Regions from separate parts of the Sus scrofa genome. Here all the other regions are linked to region 1. A link is a contact called in public Hi-C and promoter capture Hi-C data. All regions are on one chromosome and are shown on one strand. The core of a region is the stretch at or near the end of the contact, and the rest is flanking DNA. Distances in the headings are between cores, read along the strand shown.

Region 1 (3,638 bases), core at 671-3,170:
CATATGAAGATTTCCAAGCTAGGGGTCTAACTGGAGCTACAGCTGCCACCCTACGCCAGATCTGAGCCACGTCTGTGACCTACACCACAGCTCACAGCATTAAAAAAACAAAAAACAAGAGAGATTGTTTCTATGTGCTACTTGTAACAAAGGACTTCAGAAATATTTACCAAGTGCCTAGTACGGCGTCAGGCAGCAGACACATGATAAAAGAGTGATACAATTGCAGAATCTGATGTGCCCTCATCTTCCTTAATCGAAGTAACAAAAAAAAAAAATGGCATGGCAGAAAGAGCATAAAAGAGCATTTTTCTACTGGCTTCAGCATGTTAGCAAATAAGGAAGAGATAATGAAAATCATAAATTCCAAAAAAAAAAGAGGAATAATTTAAATACCATGAGGAAACGGACAAATCCAGAAATGGAGATACTTTACAGGAGGACTAGCAAGTCAGCCAGGCAATAAGATGCGAAGAGAGGGGAAAGATAGAACTTTTTTCTTTTTTGGCTGCACCCACGGCGGCCATATGTAAGTTTCATACCCCGCAGACCTACGACCCAGCTGCAGCAACTAACCGTCAGCGCCAGCCGTTCCTTCACAGAGACAAGCCAGATAAGTAACTCACTGCGCCACAGCGGGAACTCCAGGATAGGGCTGTTTTAAGTTAAGAGACTAACTACTTGCAACGAATGGTCTTTAACTGGATCCTAGTTGGTACATACCAATTGCAAAAAAACACTTGTAGGACGAGGGGAAATTTGAATATTAAGCAGGTGTTATGTAATATTAGGAAATGCGTTTACCTTTATTTGGATGTGTTGGAGTTATGATTTGTGTACGTAAAATGCCCTCAGTTTTTAGAAATGCACATATGAAACTATTTAGGGGTGCTAAGTCATGATGCTTGTAATTTACTTTTAAATAAAGAAAAATTAGATGTGATACTGTATAATGTTAACATTTGTTAAATAATACGATAGGTATATAGGCAGTTGGGCTTTTGACAGGGACCGAGACCCTCCTCTCCTCATCCAGTCCAGCTACAAGGCTCCGCCCCTTCCAGGGGTCTTTCCTACGACGTTGGCGGGGGGCAGGGGTGGGACCTCCTTCTATTTCTCTGGGGCCTCAGCCCTGTGACCAGGCAACGGCGAGAGAATGGCGGGGGTCACTCCCGTGCAGACATGCCCTCCCTGCCTCCTGCAGTCTCTGGGGTCGGGCGGGTCGGAACAACGAGCCTGAGACTTACCTTCAGGGTCCAGGGAAGCTTCAGATCCGCGGCGCGGACTGCCGCGCACGTACAGCCGATAAACCACAAAGGCCGGAAGTGCGTCAGCGTTGGGAGCCTCTTCGCGGAAGTGGAGCAGCCCTTTCTTGCTAGGAGCGTGCTAGCACCCCCTAGCAGCTCCGGAGGTTACTGCACTCGGTGACTACCTAGTTTCAAAGCTCGAAGCCAGAAATCCAGGCTGATGGGGGCGAGGAGGGAAAACGCAGCGAGATTTCTGTGTCGAGTGGCTCCCAGCATCTGGGAGTTAGACGGACACAGCAACACAAAACGTTAGGGGCGGAAAGGGCTTCAGTTACTCTAGTTATGGTACTTGGCGCCCATTCTTTCCTGAGGCTCTCCTCTAACTCCGAGCCCTTTGACACCACAAAGGAAAGATGGTAGTTTAGTGTATGTTTTTAACGCTCAACCTCTATTTGCTGGAATCGTAATCAAGAAGGAGACAGGGGCACACAAAATGGTAATTACATAAAGCTGATTTGTATGTGAAATGAAATAAAGTAAAATGAAGCAAATGTTTGTAAATCCATTACGACAGTCCCTGGACCATAGTAAAAAGGTATTTTATAAAATAAATGTTATTAGGAGTTCCTGTAGTGGTGCAGCAGAAACGAATCCAACTAGGAACCATGAGGTTGCAGGTTCGATCCCTGACTCACTCAGTGGGTTAAGGATCGGGCATTTCCATGAGATGTGGTATATAGGCCGCAGATGCGGCTTGGATCCTGTGTTGCTGTGAGGTACACCAGCAGCTGTGGCTCCGATTAGACCCCTAGCCTGGGAACCTCCATATGCCACGGGTGCAGCCCTGAGAAGCCAAAAAAAAAAAAAAAAAAAGAGCAGAACAGTAAACTCTAGGAGTTATCCAGAAAACTGGGTAGATCACGATGGCTGGAAAAGGGAACATATGCCAGTAATTACTATTCTTGGGCAGATAAAATCAGATTTGCCCTTAGAAATGTTACCAAGGTAGCAGTATGAAGGGTAGACAGCAAGGATTTGAAATTACAGGCCGGTTGACCAGTTAGGGGAAAACTGCAAGAATCCAGGGTAGATACAGTAAGGATCTTAATCCAGGTAGTAGCCATAGTAATGAAGAGAACGGGCTAGATAATATATGTTAAGTTGCATTTTTAAAAATCCATTAATTTAAAAAAATTAACTTTTTTTTTCCTTTTAAAGTCTGCACCTGTGGCATATGGAAGTTCAGGCTAGGGATTGAATCTGCAACCTTTGTCTCAGCTTTGGCAATGCTGGGCTGGGAATCAACCCACACCTCCTTAATGACCTGAAATGCTGCAGTAGGATTCTTAATCCACTGCGGCACAGCAGGAACTCCAACAAATTCTTTTTGAATGCATTCTTTGAGCCAAGGGTTTCCTTTAGGGAAATAGGTCTTGACCCTTACACTAAGCTTAAAGGACAAATATACATAGTGCAATACCTAGTATATATAATTTGGGTGAAGCATAAGTATAAAAACGGAGATTTAGAATGGAAAATCACGTATGAACAAAATTAAAGTCTTACAAATATGGTAAACATGAAAGTTAGAAAAATAATTGTGGTTCAGCTGAATTGTTTTTATTTTATTTTAGTCTTTTTTTGCTATTTCTTGGGCCGCTCCCGCGGCATATGGAGGTTCCCAGGCTAGGGGTTGAATCGGAGCTGTAGCCACTGGCCTACGCCAGAGCCACAGCAACGCAGGATCCGAGCCGCGTCTGCAACCTACACCTCAGCTCACGGCAATGCCGGATCATTAACCCACTGAGCAAGGGCAGGGACCGAACCCGCAACCTCATGGTTCCTAGTCGGATTCGTTAACCACTGCGCCACTACGGGAACTCCTGAATTGCTTTTGGTTTTTGTTTTTTTTTCTTGCCTATGGATGTCCAATTGCACCAGCACCGTTTTCTGGAAAGGCTACTCCTCCTCCATCCAGTTGCTTCTGTACCTTTGTGACGAACCAGTTAGGCATTTTTGTGTGGATCTACTTACAAGTTCTCTAACCTGTTCCATTGAACTATATGTCCACAATACCACACTCTTGACCACTGCAGTAAAGCCTTAACATCAGGCATAGCGATTCCTCCCATTTTTTTCTTTTACTAAATTTAGTTATTCTAGAAGTTCCCGTCGTGGCACAGTGGTTAACGAATCCAACTAGGAACCGTGTGATTGCGGGTTCGATCCCTGGCCTTGCTCAGTGGCTTAACGATCCGGCGTTGCCGTGAGCTGTGGTGTAGGTTGCAGACTCGGCTCGGATCCCGCATTGCTGTGGCTCTGGCGTAGGTCGGTGGCTGCAGCTCTGATTCCACCCCTAGCCTGGGAACCTCCATATGCCGTGGGAGTGGC
Region 2 (3,683 bases), core at 178-2,677, 140 kb before region 1:
TGAAACAGGATCTTCAACCATGGCTTTCTAAGATTTGACCAGTAAGCTCATTCCAGGTGCTTCCAAAATAGCTTGTTTCTCCTTTTCCATTCAGTAATAATCCCTTCAATATCGCTGGTGTCTTTCCTCCTCTTTCTAAGTGAAGGGATTTTTAATTTTCTCTGAGGCATCACGAACTGAGAGAAAGGGAGAAGGAATTGAGAAAGAACTAGATTAAGACAGTCAGTCCTGCACTGTGAAGGGCAGGGAGTGTCTGCCTCAGCACAAGAGAAACTCCTGGAGTTCCCATCATGGCGCAGCATAAACAAATCTGACTAGGAGCCATGAGGTTTCGGGTTCGATCCTTGGCCTCACTTGGTGGGTTAAGGATCTAGCGTTGCTGTGAGCTGTGGTGTAGGTCCCAGACGAGGCTCGGATCTGGCTGTGGCTGTGGTTGTGGGGTAGGCCAGCAGCTGCAGCTCCAATTGGATCCTTAGCCTGGGAATCTCCATATACCACGAATGTGGCCCTAAAAAAAAAAAGCAAAAAAAAAAAAAAAGAGAGAGAGAGAGAATCTCCAAAGTGAGGGACATTGTTCCCATAGGACCAATATTCTGAGTCTTGCTTTCCTGTGCCAGGAGGAATCTGTTCCAGATGCCCCATGATCTCTACACAGTGGGACAGAGCCAACTTTTTAAAGTTCTGGCTGGTTTGTCAAAATTCCAGCACCTCACTTTACATGTTGATTCATCTGACTGACTGCCTCTCCTTTTTGTGTGTCACTCCCTTTATTATTCCCAATCCTGTGATGCTGACTGACTAAAGCAGCAACTCACTAAGGAACTTCCCTCTGAGCAGTGAGCTCACCTACTCTTAGAGTCCTCTCTTGCAACCCTACTCAGTAAAACCTCCATCCTCTTCTGCTCTTAGGATCATGCATTCTCTCAAATTTCACTGCATTCTGGCCCAAGCTTTTCGCCTTAACAGCTTCCATATCTTACTTATTTCTTTACCATCTCTGTTTTCTCAGTGTTTCTTCTTTGTTTCAATATATTCACGAGACCCTAAAGTCTAGCTATGGTTTTCCTTCCTGAGAGGCAGTGGGTTTTAGGACGTATGAAAGCATCCAGGAGACGGGCAGAGGGGGGACAAACAGATTAACGATGCTGATCGCCAACGGCCTACCAATCATTTTTTAATCTATTGTCATTAAGCACTCTTCCCATACATTAATTCAGTTAAGAGGTTCTGCCGGGCTCACGAGAGGGGAGAATCCGAAACTCTTCTTGTTAATTTCAGAGATCCAGAAACTGGGTTCACGGTTACCGGTCACCGCAGCGTTGCTGCTTCCACCTCCTTTTTCCTGAACCGCTCGAATTGAATAACTACGGAAAGGGCCGGGCGAGGTCACCCTGACATCCCCAGCAAGTGGGCAGAGACAGGGTGCGGGCGCGCGCTGGGGGGGCGTGACCTTCAGGAGACGCCGGAAGTGGAGCGCGCGCTCCGCGTCCGTTTCCGGGAACACTGTTCCTGATCCCCTTGCGGGTGAGTGTTCCCCTGCGTCCGAACGCTTCGGTCCTGTTCGGCCCTGCTAGGGGATGCTGAGGTGCGCGGAGAAGCTGGACCAGCCTTGGTTCCGGCTGGGGGATGCTCGGTTCCTCGAGAGGCTCGGGGCTGTGTGGCTGGGAGCAGGCGTCTGTCTTGAAGGCTGCAAGGGATCCTTGACAGGACCCTGTGCCTGGATTGGGGATCCTCTTCTTGGGAACCGGCCTCCGATGCTCTCACGAGACCTGCGCAGCCAACGTTGTGTGAAGCGAAGTGGGATTTCGCTTTCCGTTTTGCCACTTTAGAACAAAAACGATTCGTACCTTTTCCATTCCCACAGGTTGGGCTTATGAATTCAAGTATGAAAAAAAACTCTTGGCAAGTGATAAGCTGAAATTTTTGCTTTAAGCTAGGGGCCTCTAAATAAATAACATATTTAATGATGGATTTGGAGGAGTCTTCTGCCAATAAACAAGTCTGCATTGCCGGCAATTCTATATTTTTACATATCTCCGTAACACACTGCACACTTTTCATAACTGTTGATTGCTGCAACTGGAATGGACATTCCACGATAGCAGAGATCTTTCTTCACTAATGCATTTCAGACACCTAGAACAGTTTCTAATAAATATTTGTGGGTTTAATGAATGAATAAGATTAGTTACCCTGGTTTCAGATCTTCTTTCTTGGCGTGGGTTTTTCAAAGTGAATGCCATGTATCCCCTTATCACTTCATTCTTATTCCCCAGGGCACCCTCAGAAACCTCCAGCTGAAGCTCCAACAGAAGCCAGGCATGATGGCAGTGGACACAAGAAAGTTTGCTGGCCCTCTGTTCCAAGCCCCATGGGGTCAACAGGGGCCTGTGATGGCGAAAGTGAAGTTGGAGGAGGACCACCCCAGGAATCAGGGTCTCAGCCTTCCAGGGAACCAGCCTCCTACCTGGGAGATCTTCAGGCAGCAGTTTAGACACTTCTGTTACCAGGATTCTCCTGGACCCCGTCTGGCCCTGAGCCGGCTCCAGGAGCTCTGCCATCACTGGCTCCGACCAGAGACACATACCAAGGAGCAGATACTAGACCTGCTGGTGCTGGAGCAGTTCCTGTCCATTCTGCCTCCAGAGCTCCAGGCCTGGATGCAGGAACATCATCCAGAGAGTGGGGAGGAGGCAGTGACCTTGCTGGAGAACCTGGAACGAAAGAGAAATGTATATATAGGAAAAGACTAGTCAGATGTGATTGTGGGGAACCTGGGAGCAAAATTTTCTCAAATGTGGAGGCTCTGAGAGAACAGTGGGAAAATCCAGCATTCAGCAGGGAACCAAGCTTCTTGCTAAGGCAGTCCTGTAAGGTGGGAAAGGGTGGGAAACAGCAGATTCAGGGGTGATGGGTAAAGATACTGAAGTCATTCTATAAACATTGTGTTTCTTACTTTACACATCACTCAACATCCACAGCAACAGAGATGTAGGTGGTATCACACATGGAAACTAAGTTCAAAGCAAGGACATGTAGCCAGTAAATGAAGTGACAGAAACAAGATTTGATCAATGTTTACTTTGCTTATCCTTTCGGCTGCTTCACAGTGCCCCGGGTCCTGTCTCTCTTCCTCCTAGTCTCTTTCAGGGGATGTTTCTAGGGGACACTTCCCTAAGATTTAATTCCTGTTAAATTCATGTTATCCCTACAGGCTTAATGAGTGCTGCTTATCTCTAGGTTTCAGCTTGTGCTCTGGAACAGAAGATCTTTTTGCAGACAGTGACCCTTCAGACACTAGACGAAGAATCTTCATATACCCAAGTTCAACCCTCAGTGATGCATTTCAAGGGTGAAGGACCTAGGCCCCAACCGTCAGAGGAAAGAGGTGAGGCAAGATTTTCTCTAGGGAATTTGGACCGAAATTAACTCAAGTTGGTTTTTTGGTTGAGTGTAACATGTAATTCCTTGCAATGAGAGTTGTTAAAGATGTAACAAAGGTGACATTTTAGGAAATAATGATTAAAAGGCGGTAAGTCATTTCAGAAGAGTCTCAGTAGTATGTTGGTTTTAAATATCTAGAGGTGGATTTTCTGCAAATTGTCAATAGCATGTTTATTTTCAGGTAGTTTATTGCTTACCTCTTTAAGTAGATCCTGATAGGATATTAACATTGTAAACCT
Region 3 (3,628 bases), core at 259-2,758, 250 kb before region 1:
GGTGTTGCAGTGGCTGTGGTGTAGGCTGGTGGCTACAGCTGCAACTGGACCCCTAGCCTGGGAGTTTCCATAGGCCATGGATCTGGCCCTAAAAGACAAAAAAAAAAAGAAAAGAAAAAGACAAGTACTGTATAATATCATTTATCTAAATGATAATCTAAATAAAACACACTAGTGAATATAACCAAAAAAAAAAAAAAAGACTTACAGATATAGAGAACAAACTAGTGGTTACCAGTGGAAACAGGGAAGTGGGGAGGGGCCAGTTATGAGAAGAGGATTAAGAGGTCCAAACTACTGTATGTAAAATAAATAAGATGGAATTCCTTCATGACCTAGAGGGTTAAGGATTCGGTGTTGTCACTGCTGTGGCTTGGGTCACTGCTGTGATACAAGCTCCAGTCCTTCCGCATGCCTACAACGTGGCCAAAAATAAATAAATAAGCTACAAGTATATATGGTTCAGCACAGGGAATACAGCCAATATTGTAAATGGAGTACAACCTTTAAAATTGTGAATAACTATGTTGTACACTCGAAACCTATATAATATTGCACATCAACTATATCTCAATTAAAAAGAATTGTTAAATAAATAAATGAGATGATAGTAGAAGATCCACATAAGAAAAAAAATGATATTCTGATTTATAAAACAAAAACAGTATCACTCCAAATGTTCTAATTGAGACCGGACTGTGGAGGATACAGGTAGAAGCAGAGGCCTCACTTAACAGGTTATTTTAGTTCAGAAGAGAGACAACAGCGTATCAGCCTGTCTTTAGAAGAATGGATGAACACGATGTTATAGTCACAACTGCAACGTTACACAGTAATGAAAGTTAATTTTAACTCAACAATTTCGATAAATCTTGGTAACAAATTGCTGAGTGTAAAGAAGCAAATATCAATTACCAATGACACGATGCCTTTTAGTGAGAAACAACTAAAATTAAAAGCATATGTTGTTTGACCTTAAGTATATACCAAACAGAACTATCTTTTTAACAAGGGAACAGAAAATTTTTAATAGTGGTTACCTCAGATTATAGGAGATACGGAGGGAGACAAGAGAAGGAGTTGTAGTAATGGTTAAGTTATTGTCAATGTTCTAGTTCTTAAAGATTTGGTAACGGATTCGAGAATGTTCACACTTTCGGGTCATGAATAGAAGTCTTGAGCCAGGCGTTACAGTTAATCCTACTGTGTATATCTGCGTTCCACCTGGGTTGGAGGATAAATCAAGGGTTCGAGGGAAAAAAGCCTCCTGGAGTCCAAAAGTGAAGTCTGAACTGCATCCCCCTGCATGGGTTTCCATTTCACCACCTTAGACTGAAGTCAAGGACGAGGCCACATGGGAGCGGTAGAGAAAAGTTTACTACTACCATAAAAAACTCTGAGAACTTTAAGACCGGGACGAAAATACCCGGGAAATGGAGTCCGAGCGCCTGAGGAAACCCGAAGACTTCTGGGAATCGCAGTCCAAAACCCGCCAGTCTCCTACTGCGCAGCCTCAAAAGTCTCCGTGGAAGGAAGCCTTGAGAGACAGTGCAGCGCCGTCCTTCCACCGGAAGTGTCCGATCGGAACCAGCCCTGCGGGAGAGGTGAGTCCGGGTCCGGGGACCCAGGTGTCTGGCCCTTTGTCCCCTCCAAACACCCAGTCCCTATCATGTTCCCTTCGGAAATGCAGCAGCCCCGTGGCGCTCTGGACCCGAGACCTCAGAGGAATCCCAAGGAAAGGTGGAACTAGGGTTGGCCTTGGGAGAGCTTTCTCGCCCGCCTATTTCGGGAGGGAAATGAAGGTTTCCATGGTTACCCCCGCCGCGCGTGACGTCATCGTTGAGGGCTGCGGGGCGTGGTTTGGGGGGCGGCGAGCTGTTTGGTTCTCCGATTCCAGGGTAACTGGTAAGAGAAGTGGATTGACCCAGTCGAGACGGAAGGGGAAGGGGGATTTCTGTTTCAGAAGAAACTGCCCCAGGGTCTGTCCCCGACTCCTGCTTTTCATGGGAGAAGTAACCCGCCTTTGAGTAGGAAAAGTAGGGTCGGTCAGCCCGGCATCCTCGTGAAATTTCCTCACACAGTAAATATTTAATGAGTTATTTCTTGTGTACCGGGGATGCCGTGAAACCTGTACTGAACCCCTGCCCTCTTTCTAGAGTTCAAAACAGGACATCACAGCAGGTAGTTGTAAGACTGGAAAGTGCCTCAATATGAGAAAGACAAGGTGCTGTGGGAGCCTTTCTCAGCAAGTACTTTGAATTCCCTCCTCTACTCTGTGACCTTTTGGATTTCCCCTAACTCCTATCCCTCCTCCAACAAAACTCTTCCTCTTCCTCTCTATCCCAACATAAACTCCGGGGACCTACTCCTCCAACCAGAACCCTACACTTTTCCGAACTTCCACCTTTCCCAATGTAACTAATTACTCCTTACTGTCTGTTGGAATAGCATTTGTTTACATCCTGCTTACGTTTTTTGGTAACTCTTCTCCAACCCGATGGTCGTAAAGCATTGGATTCTCCATAAATATTTATTATCTTGAGGTTAGTAAGACATTTGACACCTGGCTTTAGGGAAAATATATCAAATCAAATTATCTTGAGAACAAATAGTTTTATCTAGAGTTTTGAACTGTTTTAAGTGGATGAGAAGTGATTAGACACCTGGAGACAGAACTTTCAGCTATCTGAGGAGATGACATGTAGAATCAGTTACTTAGCATGAATTTTTTTTTTTTTTTTTTTTTTTGCCTTTTTAGGGCCTAACCCTCAGCATATGGAAATTTCCCAGGCTAGGGGTTAAATGGGAGCTACAGCTGCCCACCTACACCCCAGCCACAGCAACACAGGATCTGAGCCACAACTGTGACCTATACCACAGCTCACCACATCGCCAGCTCCTTAACCCACTGAGGGAGGCCAAGGATGGAACCTAGCATCCTCATGGATTCTAGTCGAGTTCGTTACCACTGAGCCTCAAGAAGAACTGCAAGCATGATAATTTAAATTTAAGCTAGCAGTTACGGATTCTGTAGCCTACTTCAATGCTATCTTCCTATGCTAAATGAGATAATGCCCATAAAGTATTAGGACACTATCTAGTAAGCACTTAACACATCTAGGAAACATAAGAAGAAATTAGATCTCTATCAAAAGAATGTCCCAAGAAATTATGCAGGATTAAGACTGATATACCATAGGTCTAACCCCCATTTTCCTTTTCTATCATTGCTAAATTTTGTTCTTACTTATACCCACTCAAACTCTGTTTTCTAAGGTTCAGTCTGAGCCTGTGATCTTCATTTCATACTCTTGGAAAATTATCCTCAATACTTATCTTCAACTTCCTTTTCCATGGATCTTATCTAAATTCATATTTATGTTCCTAGCTCCTTTCTATTAAAATATCTCAATATTTGTTGAAATGGGAGTTCCAGTGGTGGTTCACTGGTAATGAACCCAACTAGGATCCATGAGGACACAGGTTAAATCCCTGGCCTCACTCAGTGGGTTAAGGATCCAGTGATTCCATGAGCTGTGGAGAGGCCAGCACTGCAGCTCCCATTCCACCCTTAGCCTGGGAACTTCCCTATGCCATGGGTGCAGCCCTATAAAAAGATTTTTAAAAA

The links. Promoter capture Hi-C pulls out the DNA fragments that hold promoters and counts their contacts. A called contact is a pair of places that touch in the nucleus more often than the background predicts.
Region 2: a Hi-C map of embryonic fibroblasts shows a contact between it and region 1, with 2.4 times the contacts expected there. The contact joins the promoter of LOC100739480 here to the promoter of ZSCAN31 in region 1. A contact is called at or near these places in 4 of 47 Hi-C or Micro-C datasets (embryonic fibroblasts, heart right ventricle and liver) and 1 of 2 datasets of contacts at active chromatin or transcription factors (alveolar macrophages).
Region 3: a contact with region 1 is called in a promoter capture Hi-C map of liver, with 5 times the contacts expected there. The contact joins the promoter of ZNF165 here to the promoter of ZSCAN31 in region 1. A contact is called at or near these places in 1 of 5 promoter capture datasets (liver) and 2 of 47 Hi-C or Micro-C datasets (embryonic fibroblasts and skeletal muscle).

What each region holds. Positions count from the first base shown.
Region 1 is chr7:22,179,864-22,183,501 of Sscrofa11.1, forward strand. It overlaps ZSCAN31 (zinc finger and SCAN domain-containing protein 31), which reads right to left and starts at 1,921. Exons shown (of 4, transcript XM_005665677.3): 1 at 1,248-1,921.
Region 2 is chr7:22,044,452-22,048,134 of Sscrofa11.1, forward strand. It overlaps LOC100739480 (zinc finger protein 260-like), which reads left to right and starts at 1,428. Exons shown (of 4, transcript XM_013977522.2): 1 at 1,428-1,524; 2 at 2,277-2,732; 3 at 3,241-3,388. The coding sequence starts at 2,322.
Region 3 is chr7:21,934,644-21,938,271 of Sscrofa11.1, forward strand. It overlaps ZNF165 (zinc finger protein 165), which reads left to right and starts at 1,509. Exons shown (of 4, transcript XM_005665673.3): 1 at 1,509-1,604.